2 separate regions of the Mus musculus genome follow, and region 2 is linked to region 1. Evidence: chromatin contacts called from public Hi-C data. All regions are on one chromosome and are shown on one strand. Each heading gives the region's core, a stretch centred on a gene start, on an enhancer-like site or on the middle of the called end of the contact. The rest is flanking DNA. Distances are from core to core; before and after follow the strand shown.

What was found. Hi-C and Micro-C count contacts between places; a contact is called where the count stands out from the background.
Region 2: a Hi-C map of the N1E-115 cell line shows a contact between it and region 1, with 3 times the contacts expected there. The contact joins the enhancer-like site here to the promoter of BC048403 in region 1. A contact is called at or near these places in 4 of 39 promoter capture datasets (the 3T3-L1 cell line, 3T3-L1-derived adipocytes and hippocampal neurons), 2 of 484 Hi-C or Micro-C datasets (the N1E-115 cell line and nephron progenitors) and 1 of 115 datasets of contacts at active chromatin or transcription factors (the NIH/3T3 cell line).

Annotation. Positions count from the first base shown.
Region 1 is chr10:121,736,870-121,741,910 of GRCm38.p6, forward strand. It overlaps BC048403 (cDNA sequence BC048403), which reads left to right and starts at 3,061. Exons shown (of 3, transcript NM_173022.3): 1 at 3,061-3,341. The coding sequence starts at 3,107.
Region 2 is chr10:121,912,703-121,917,743 of GRCm38.p6, forward strand. All of the region lies in intron 3 of Srgap1 (SLIT-ROBO Rho GTPase activating protein 1), which reads right to left. Among named protein-coding and RNA genes, the nearest start is that of Gm51787, 63 kb to the right of the region's middle. Within about 2 kb of position 2,814, at least 15 of the 459 cell types and tissues checked have an H3K27ac peak or open chromatin away from gene starts, as enhancers often do. A contact at or near this core is called in the N1E-115 cell line, where this site is marked.

The sequences.
Region 1 (5,041 bases), core at 1,811-4,310:
GGCTCAGTGGCTAGGGGCACTTGCTTCTCTTACAGAGGTCCCAGGCTTGTTTGTCTCACAACCATCTCTGTTAGTTTGTATATGCTTGTCCCAGGGAGTGTCACTGTTGTGGCCCTGATGGAGTAGGTATGTCACTATGGTTGTAGACTTGGTCATGGTGCCTCTTCACAGTAGTAAAACCCTAACTAAGGCAATCTGTAAGCCCAGTTCTGGAGAATCAAATGTCCCTTTCAGGTTTTGGATATGAGGCATGGACATGGTACTCAGGCATACATATAAGCAAACAGTCATAAAAATAAGTTATATATAAAAACACTTATATATACAAGATAAAAATATGAAATATTATTTCATGTGTCAGAATGGTTATTATAAAAAATAATGAGTATTGAGAGAAGGGAAGCCCAGTCCCACTGGAGGAAATATACACTGCTATAGCCATGATAGAAAATTGTATGGAGTTTCCTAAAACATTAGCGATTGAACTTCCATACAATCCAGCCATCCCACTTGTGGGCACACATCCAAGGGAAATCGGCAACTCTGTCTGATACCCACTGCCCTGGGCTCACTGTAGCAATATTCACCAAGATGAAGAAACAATGTAAATGCTGCTCACTGTAGCTTTATTCCCCATAGCCAAGATGAAGAAACAATGCTGCTCTCTGTAGCTTTATTCCCCATAGCCAAGATGAAGAAACAATGTAAATGCGCAGTCACAGATGAACAGAGAAAGAAAATGTGGTGTAGCCACACAATGGGATATTAGTCATTAAAAGGAAACCTGGCCATTTGTGTGGTCCCATTGATGAACCTGAAGAGGACACGCTGTGTAAAATAAGCCAGAAATAGGAAGATAAGTACTGCATCGTCTTGGTTACATGTAGAATCTAAAACAGATGGACTTTAAGAAACAGTAGAATGGGACTTGCAAGTGGTCGGAGGTTGGGAGAAATGGTCATGTGGATAAAGGGTAGAAACTTTCACTCAATAGACGAGTGATGCTCTGCTCCTCTGATCTAATGGACTCGGTGGTGTCTACAGTCAATACTGTAGTCAGTGTACACCTGCAATACTAACAGGCCCTGCTATCTGTAATCTAGACATGTCAAGCCAAGTTATAGTCATGACTGCAGTGCATAATAAGAGTACCTTCACACTATATATAGCAGCCCTTGAAATTTTGTTTGGGGGCTGTGGGGGCAGGGTTGGGAGGTGGGTCGGTCCATAAGTGACTGCTGTGCAAGGACCTAAAATCAGATCCTCCATAAAAGCTGGGCTTGAGACAAATGTTTGTAACCTGGGCTGTGGGTGGGTCAAGACTGTTGGATCCCTCGAGCTCATAGGCTAGCTAACCTAAACAATCTGTGGGCTCTAGGCTCAACGAGTGACCCGTGTTAAAGAAAAAGGGAGGGGAAAATTAAGAAAGACACCTGAAACAATAATATCCGGTCTCTACATGAAAGCACATACTGAGTATGTGCACTCAAACACACAGGCACACACTCATGTGAACACATGCCCCTACAACACACACACACACACACACACACACACACACACACACACACACACATTCCTGCTTGTTCCAGCCCCACTCACTCTGGCCCAAAGATTTATTTATTTATTATATGTAAGTACACTGTAGCTGTCTTCACACACACCAGAAGAGGGCGTCTGATCTCATTACAGATGGTTGTGAGCCACCATGTGGTTGCCGGGATTTGAACTCAGGACCTCCAGAAGAACAGTCAGTGCTCTTAACTGCTGAGCCATCTCTCCAGCCCACATAACAATATTTGAAACTTATTTTGGGTCTGGGTATCATTGACACACAGTAGGCAGAGGCCTCGGACTATTCAAGACCAACTCTCTCTACACAGACCCTTCAGCAGAAAGAAGTTTCACTTCATAAGGAGTATAGTAGTTAGCCTGCATTCTTTTGAATGGTTCAATTGGGTATAAAAATTGCATTTCATATTTCTCTTGAGACTAGTATGTACATAGCCTTTCAAACACGTGTTTTTGTGTGAGTATACCTGCGTGCTCATGTGGAAGTCAGGGGATAACGTGCAGGACTCAGCACTCCTCATGTAGGTTTCTAGCATCTGACTCAGAGCCTCAGGCAGGGCAGCGAGTGCCCCTACACAGTCATCTCAACAGGTCCATAACCTCTCGTTTTTACTGGTTAGAAAGAGATCTTGGCCCATTAAAACTTAAAACATTAGCCCTTTGTCTGGCATACCCTGTGACTATTTTTCCTAGGTTTGCATTATGTGAGAAGAAGGACTTTTAGGGACTGGGAAGAAAGCCAAAGGAAGATGAAGAGAGGAGTGTAAGAGAGAGAAGGAGAGATGGACATGGTCAAAGCATGATATATTCATGCGTGGAAATGTCCCAGTGAAACTCTCTAATTCGTACAATTTATACGTGAAATATTTCAAAGCACACTTGTGAGCTGAGATGGTTTAGTGTTCTTAAATGTCGTATGAACGTGTGAAGAAACTGCATGACAAAATGCACCGATTTCATGGGAAGTCATTCCTGACTCTGAGAACCCCCGCAAGGAAGCTTCATGGAGTTGGAGATGGATGGGCAACTCTGAAGAGAGTTGTAGCTCTGGAAGCTGACCGACTCATGCAGATCTGACTTAGCCAGGTATGTTAACTGATGGCGTGTGTCGGTTTGAAAACTAGGCGACTAGCTATGAACTCCTGTCTGGCTTCCATCTGACAACCTTGGTGGTGTAAGGGCTGATAAGGCTTCTGGCTCTGATGGACACGCAAGAGCTGACGTCAAGCCCGTGTGACGTCATCCGCGCTAAGGCGCTGGCCTCCAGGGGCCTCCGGAGGGCAGGAGACGTCCCGGGGCTGGAGGTGGCTCCGCTGCAGGTCTCTGGCTCTGGAAGCTCAGGTTCCTAGGCTTGGTAGCCACCTCCACCTTTCACCTCCGCCACGCCCTCTGCGAGCCCCGGGAGCATCCCGCCGCCAGCCGGCTCGCCCGCCCCGCCGCGGGCACGCGCACGCACGCAGCTGCGCACGCGCGTCCCCCTCAGAACCCGGAAGTGCGAGCGGAGCCACGTGGGTGGAGCTGGCGCGCAGGTCGCATGGGGGAGTCTATCCCGCTAGCCGCCCCGGTGCCGGTGGAACAGGCGGTGCTGGAGACGTTCTTCTCTCACCTGGGTATCTTCTCTTACGACAAGGCCAAGGACAATGTGGAGAAGGAACGAGAGGCCAACAAGAGCGCGGGGGGCAGCTGGCTGTCGCTGCTGGCGGCCTTGGCGCACCTGGCCGCGGCTGAGAAGGTCTATCACAGCCTCACCTACCTGGGGCAGAAACTAGGTACCTCCGCCCCGCCCCTGCCCCTGAGGAGGAAGGAAAGGGGGTGCGCTGCCTGGTCTGCTTGGCTTGGGTGCCTCGTCACTCCCAGCGGCAGGCTCCACTCTGCCCAGGTCTCCTCCCACCGGTGCCCCTTCTTCCCTAGTGTGCCGCAAGCTCCGCCCACCGGCCTGTGCCATCGCTGCCTAGGTGGACTGGGAGGATGCTCTTCCCTGGGCATGCTCCAAACCCCGTGGGTTTACGGTTTTGCACCGTGCATGGACTGGTTTCATAAATGACAAGTTAACCAAGTTCTGTGTCCCCGTTCTAACTCACTAGTTAGACCTCACTGCGGTCTGAGGAGCAAAAGCAGGCGATGGAAGCTAGGTGTGTTAATAAATGCTATTTTGTCTGGCCTCTTATACAGAGGGGCGTCCTGTCCCCTCTTCAGATCCTGGCCAGGAAGGGCAGGAATTATGCAAAACCTTAACTGGAGAAGCGTTAAGGGACAGGATAGTGAACACTGCTAGTCCTCATGTAAATTTTAACCCTCAAAATAAGATGCAGGACTACCACTACAAGAAACAGTCGGCTTCATAAAAGCCAAGGGCTGTGCATTCAAAGTATTACCTTTAATAATAATGACAAATGATAGCTGACTACCAAAAAATTGGAATAGGCAGTTGTAATACTTAGGTTTCTTCTTGACCCTTTAGTTATTACAAGTTGGAGGGCCTTTCGTGAGTGAAGGATACACATCTCTGGCATCAAAGAGAGTGAGAGTGTACGTTACATATAGAGTTGATCCCCTTCTATTGCCAGGTAGCTCGCTGAATACTGAACGTTTGGTAAACACTCTGGGCAAAGGACTTTCTGAGATGATAAGGCCTGTAGCTTTTCAAATGATTGTTACTTAGTTATTGGTAAAAAGTGGCCAGAGATTTTACTCTGTTTTTCTCTAATGGGCCCAAAGGTGCAATTGCTATTACAGGGTTACTGTCCTGTTTTCTACAGTGTAGTGAGTTGGGTATGCATTTTATGGGAGGTGGTGGGTCTCAAACCTGAACACACCTGCCTTGAATAACCAGATTGAGTGTGTGTGTGTGTGTGTGTGTGTGTGTGTATATATATATATATACATATATATGTATATATATCCTTTATTCAAAGCATGTACAAATATTATTTATATGATGACTATTCATGTATGCATTTGATATATATCATATATATGATACATTCTAGCAGTAATATCGAAGGTGGATAATATTCTGGCAGTTTGAGATGTTTTAGGCTTCCTCCCTATAAAAACAATGATTGACCCAGGTACCATGATTCTTAACTTTATTGTTGTTTGAGCCCATCCATAGGATTATCCTCCCCATATGTATGTATGTATGTATGTACCAGATATATAGAATGAGAAAGAGCAACTGGGTTTCCTAAAGTCCATATGTGGATCCCAGTAACTAACTAACTAACTAAGTCTGCACTAAGTTTGAATTGTATGCACCAGGATTTTGTGTAAAAAGAACTGGCCACCACGTCTACGAACCTGTACACGTCCTTTCCTGTCTCTGGCTTGGCTTCTGTGAAGTGGTCCTTATTGTATAAAGTGCTGAGTTCTGCTTGAACCTCAGCTGTCTTGTAGGGGAGCCTATCTCTCAGGTCATACCGTGAAACATGACTGGGGGCTCCAGGGCTGACCTCCCTTCTGAGTAAGT
Region 2 (5,041 bases), core at 1,564-4,063, 180 kb after region 1:
GTCCCCTTACTTTATCTTAGGAAGCCACTTTCTGCTTTTTCAAACGCTGGTGAAACAGTCTTTGTATCATTTTTCCAAATCAGATAATGTTTTAGCCAATCCAACAGAAGTCAAAACGAGTGTTTTGTAACAGTACGTTAAGGAGACCGAAGTCTGTCCCATCCCGGAGAGCGCTGCAGAGCTGCAACCCAGCAGACTGTTTCTGAGGCAGATCTCAGACTGCATAATTGCTAGGTCTGCTATGGGGAGAAGTGAACACCCGTTTCCACTTACAATCCACCATATATTCTCAACTCCTTGCAGCGTGAGCAGTGGGGCTACCTGTGGGGCAGGCTTCAAATGTCTGGAGACAGCTACTGTGTCCTATGTTAAGACTTCCTTTCTCTGTGCTTAGCATTCCCCATGACTGGTCCCTTGGATAGGATGATTTGAAGAAGCCAGGGTGGGTTTCCCTTGTCTCCCAGACAACTGTGGTTTGCAGCTCCTGCTAACACACTGGCTTTGTATTTCATGGGGCAGAGGCAGAGATACTGGGAAGACTTGGGGGCACACACTTGCAACTGCCCTGTCTGGTGCATCAGTCCTCATCTACATCCCTGTGATCAATAAGAGCCCAAGAACCTGAAGTAATGTTTAGAGTCCCCCATCCCTTCCTAACTGGGCAAAGAACAGTCGTGTAATGGAGTTGGAAATCTTAAGAATTTCTGATTTGGATGGACAGAACAGCAAAAGGATATTAACACATCTTTAAAACAACAGAAGTCAAGGCAGTTCACTCCTAGTTGATATGGACAAGGTATTTTCTGAAGGATGGACAAATGTCCCGGTCACAATTCTCATGGCAGGGTAAACTTTATTCCCGGATTCGTGCGCCATCGAAGCCTTCTCCTGGGTAGGCAAGCTTTTTCCCATTCCAGTTTTCTCTCAGTAATGCATTTAAACAGTAAAGCACCTTAGACCCTGTCCCTGAGTTTGTTTTTGCTTTTACAACATATGGATTTTATACAGAAACACAGCCCTGTGGGTAGAAGTAGGAGGAGAACCTGTGAGGCCTGGTTGTCTCCTGCTACCATGTGGATTCTGGGTACCCAACTCAGGTCATCAGGATGGATAACAAGCATCTTTACCAGCTGAGTTGTCTTGCCAGCCTGCATCTGTTTTTGGTTTTGATAATTTTGCTTTTCAACTTACTTAACTGACTTTATGAATATTTGCCTGCACACGTATGTATGTGCAGATGGTATCTACAGATGTCGGAAGGCGGCAATGGAACCCTTGGAATTAAGGTTACGGATAGCTGTGAACAACCACACAGGGGTTAAGAACCAAACCCAGATCCTCTGCAAGAGGAGAGGGGGACAGAGAGAGAGAGAGAGAGAGAGAGAGAGAGAGAGAGAGAGAGAGAGAGAGAGAGAGAGAGAGAGAGAGAGAAGAACACACTTCTAGGCATTCCTCTCTCCACCTCCCATCTTGATAAAGAAACACCTGGGTTACAGATGCAGGCTATAGGGCTTCATGTGGGTTCTTGGGATGTGAACACAGGTCCTTACATTTGCACAGCAGGTGTCTGATCCACTAAACCATCTTCCTGGCCCATCTATGACTTTTAAAAAATGAACTTGATCTAGGCAGCGTTAGTGCAAGCCTTTAATCCCAGCACTTGGGAGTCAGAGGCAGGTCGATCTCTGTGAGTCTAAGGCCAGTCTGGTTTACAGAGTGAGTTTCAGGATAGGCAGGGCCACACAGAGAAACCCTGTCTCAAAAAACCAAACCAAATCAAATCAAACCAAACCAAACACCAAAAACCAACCAACCAAACTAGATTAGGTGTGATCTTTTGTAAATAACAAAACCTAAACAAATTTGGTACTAAAAAGTACTTTAAAAATTTGCTTCTTTAAATGAAAAGCAATTTTTAAAAACTGTCTCATGTTTGTTATTTTAAGTTTATAAACTCAACGATTATAAATCATCAAACTAAACCAGAACAATTCCTTAAAGTAAAAATACCTGTTCTGCAGGATTGAAGACCCAATTTAAATCATTATTTCTCAACTGTGGCCAATTTTGCCTAAGAAAACATCTGGCATTGTCTGCATCTTGGGGTGTCACTGCTGGGAGGCGCTGCTGACTCTGAGAGAAAGGAGCACCCCACAGTTGGACAGAGTACCCCACAGGGTGAGCTGGTATGCCTCAAAAAGCGAGGATTGTGTTTGTGTTGTGATTGTGTTTGTGGCTGCTTCCAGCGGTTTTTCTTGTCTGTAACTTTCAGTTTATCTGTACTTGGATTTGGGTTTCTTTGGGCTTATCTAGACTACAATCAGTAAACTTGAACATTTAGAGTTGCTAAACTTGTCATTTGCTGAATTTGGGATATTTTCTTGCAATTATCCTCAAATATTTATTACGGTATCACGCTTTTCCTCTTTCAGAAATGCTGACATTTTAAACATTGGATGGGGAAATTCAGGAGATCTGTTTATGCAACCTCTATTACTGTTTGGCTTTCTAGCCTCCCCCTTCTAGTCTGATAGTTAGAGTCAGGAGCCTAGCCTAGCCTGTTTCATCTATTTCTTCCACTCACGCTGAATGTCCAAGACCAAAACTGGTGTTTGCTAAGCATGGATAACAGCTGATCGACCAGGGAGGGTAGTTTCTCTCTCCATAAAGACGTTTATGGGGTTGCGGTACCCGTTGCACAAAGTCTGTTACTCAGGAGTACGGAGCCACAAAGAAAGTGGGAATAGCAGCCACTGGAGCTACACATTCCTGTCTCCGCTCTGTTTCTGGTTCATAGTAGAAGCGTCATTTACAGGTCTGTGTTGGTGTCTGGTGCCTGCTTACAGGCTCCTTGCTGTCAGGCATCTAGGCTGGAAGATTCTGAAGGGAAAAATATGGGAAACACTGCCGATCTGGCAGATCTCTCAAGTCTGGCCTTTCATCTGCCTCCTACTACTTAGTCTTGAGACTGCCGCCGTAGGCACTGTGTTTAGGTTTTATGGACGCACTTAGTGGGAGAGACACGGTGGACTGTGCTGACTCCGTTCCCCGGGAGCCTGTATTTACCTTTTGATTTCATCTTTTCCTGTTGGCGAGCACGGGTATTTACCTGGTGTATCATTTAAGCTTTTGCCGTGTAACAAGGGCCTCAAAGCTCAGCGGGACAAGACTGCATTTCACTTAGCTCAGGGGGCTTTGAGTCAACTGGGGAATTGCTCTGCTCCGGGCTGGTGGGGCAGTGTTCTCCCTTGCGTCTGTGGTCCGCTGGAAGTTGGATGATGTAAGATGCTCTAATTCATATGTCTAGTAGCTGGCTAGCTGTCACTTAGCATGTCTGTCTCCTTTCATGTGGTCTCATTCACCCAGATGGTTAACTAGGACTTGGTTCCAGCCGTATCCTGAGAGGGTGAACTTCAGCGCTTTCAACAATCTGATTGATTCATATTCCCCACCATCCCAAGCGCCACCGCCTAAAGCCAGGATGGGGAGCAGGGTGTGTGTGTGTGTGTGTGTGTGTGTGTGTAAGGCTGCTGACAGCAGACATAGGCAGAACATCACTGGGGCCAGTTCTGCGTACAGTGTATCATGGCCAAGTGTGGCTGAGAAAGCATGGTATTCATTTAACATGGGTACTTCAGTGCTCTTTCCAGTAACATCTTCACTGCAGAGAAAATGGTAGGGTTGTCGCTTTCCTCCAGCTGTCTCCGGCAGTCCTTCCTCCGTCACCTTTTGACATTTCAGGTCATACCCCAGACCCAGTCTGTGCTCTTTCTTTTTGGCAATAAGGATATATTAACACACTTGTAGGACTCAGCCACCACTAAGAGTACCGCTAAGATAACATTATGAAATGCACACTCCTTCTGTTCCCAGATCGAATTATATTTTTAATTCAGTTTCCCCAGGGTGTGGTTTATAGAATCTTCTCTTCTTTCTGCAAATTCTTTGATCTCAACAGACATCCCAGCACGTGGGATCACTTCCACGGGCACAGAGAACCTGGAACTGAGAATCCCATAGCATCCTGTTCTCCTCCTACCAAGGGGACTGTCTGCAGCCATGACAACTGTGACATCTGCTCTGCTAAGACTACCCTGCTGAAGGCCAATCATCCTGTCTGTCCTTTGGGTCCTTATCTGATAGAGTTATATTTGTTTTCTCCCAGCCCAGCCTTTGGAGTGTGTCTCTTCTTCCCAACACCGTGTGTGTGTGTGTGTGTGTGTGTGTGTGTGTGTGTGTGTGTGTATGTGTGTGTGTGTGTGTGTGTGTGTGTGTGTGTATGTGTGTGCGCGCGTGTGTATTCAGGTTCTTGTGAAGGTCAGGGCTCAACCTCAGGAGCCAACCACCTTGTTTTCCGAGACAGAATTTCTCATAGATTTGAAGAAGGCTAGGCTGGCTCGTCAGTGGGTCCCAGGGTTACATGTGTTTCCACGTCTCCAACACTGAACAGGCATGGCACCCAACATTTTTACATGGGTTGTAGGAGAGTCAAATTCAAATAGTCATGCTTGCATAGCACGTGTCTTATTAACCGAGCTCTCTCCTCAGCCTGCTTTTCCTTTTTCCTATGGTACCTTCTCTTGGCTACTTTGTCGAGTTTAAGAAGACAGACAGAAAGACCAAAGCAAGAAACTCACACATGCACACAAAACCTTTCCTGGTCCCATACTCTTCTTTAAATACCAACGTGCCTTCATCCTTTCTCTTCCTCTTTACAGGCAAATTTCTGGACGATAACTATCCGTACTTTCTGCTGTGCTTTGCCACAGCCAGTGGTCCATGGAAGAGACCACTACCTGTTTCAGTGACAAAGGCAATCAATCTTTGAGCTGACCCTGGTCTCTGAAGGGGTACGATTTCCCAGCACACCAAGGTGTTGTTTAAATGTGGCCCTGAAAATCCTCCATGGTGCTAACCACACCCTGAGTTTCACGTTGTGTGGATGACATTGATTGATTGTTTCTAATACAGATGTTAAGTTTATATCCATTACTGTAATCACTCAAGAAATATCTGTTGGGCATGTCGCATGTACCACCAA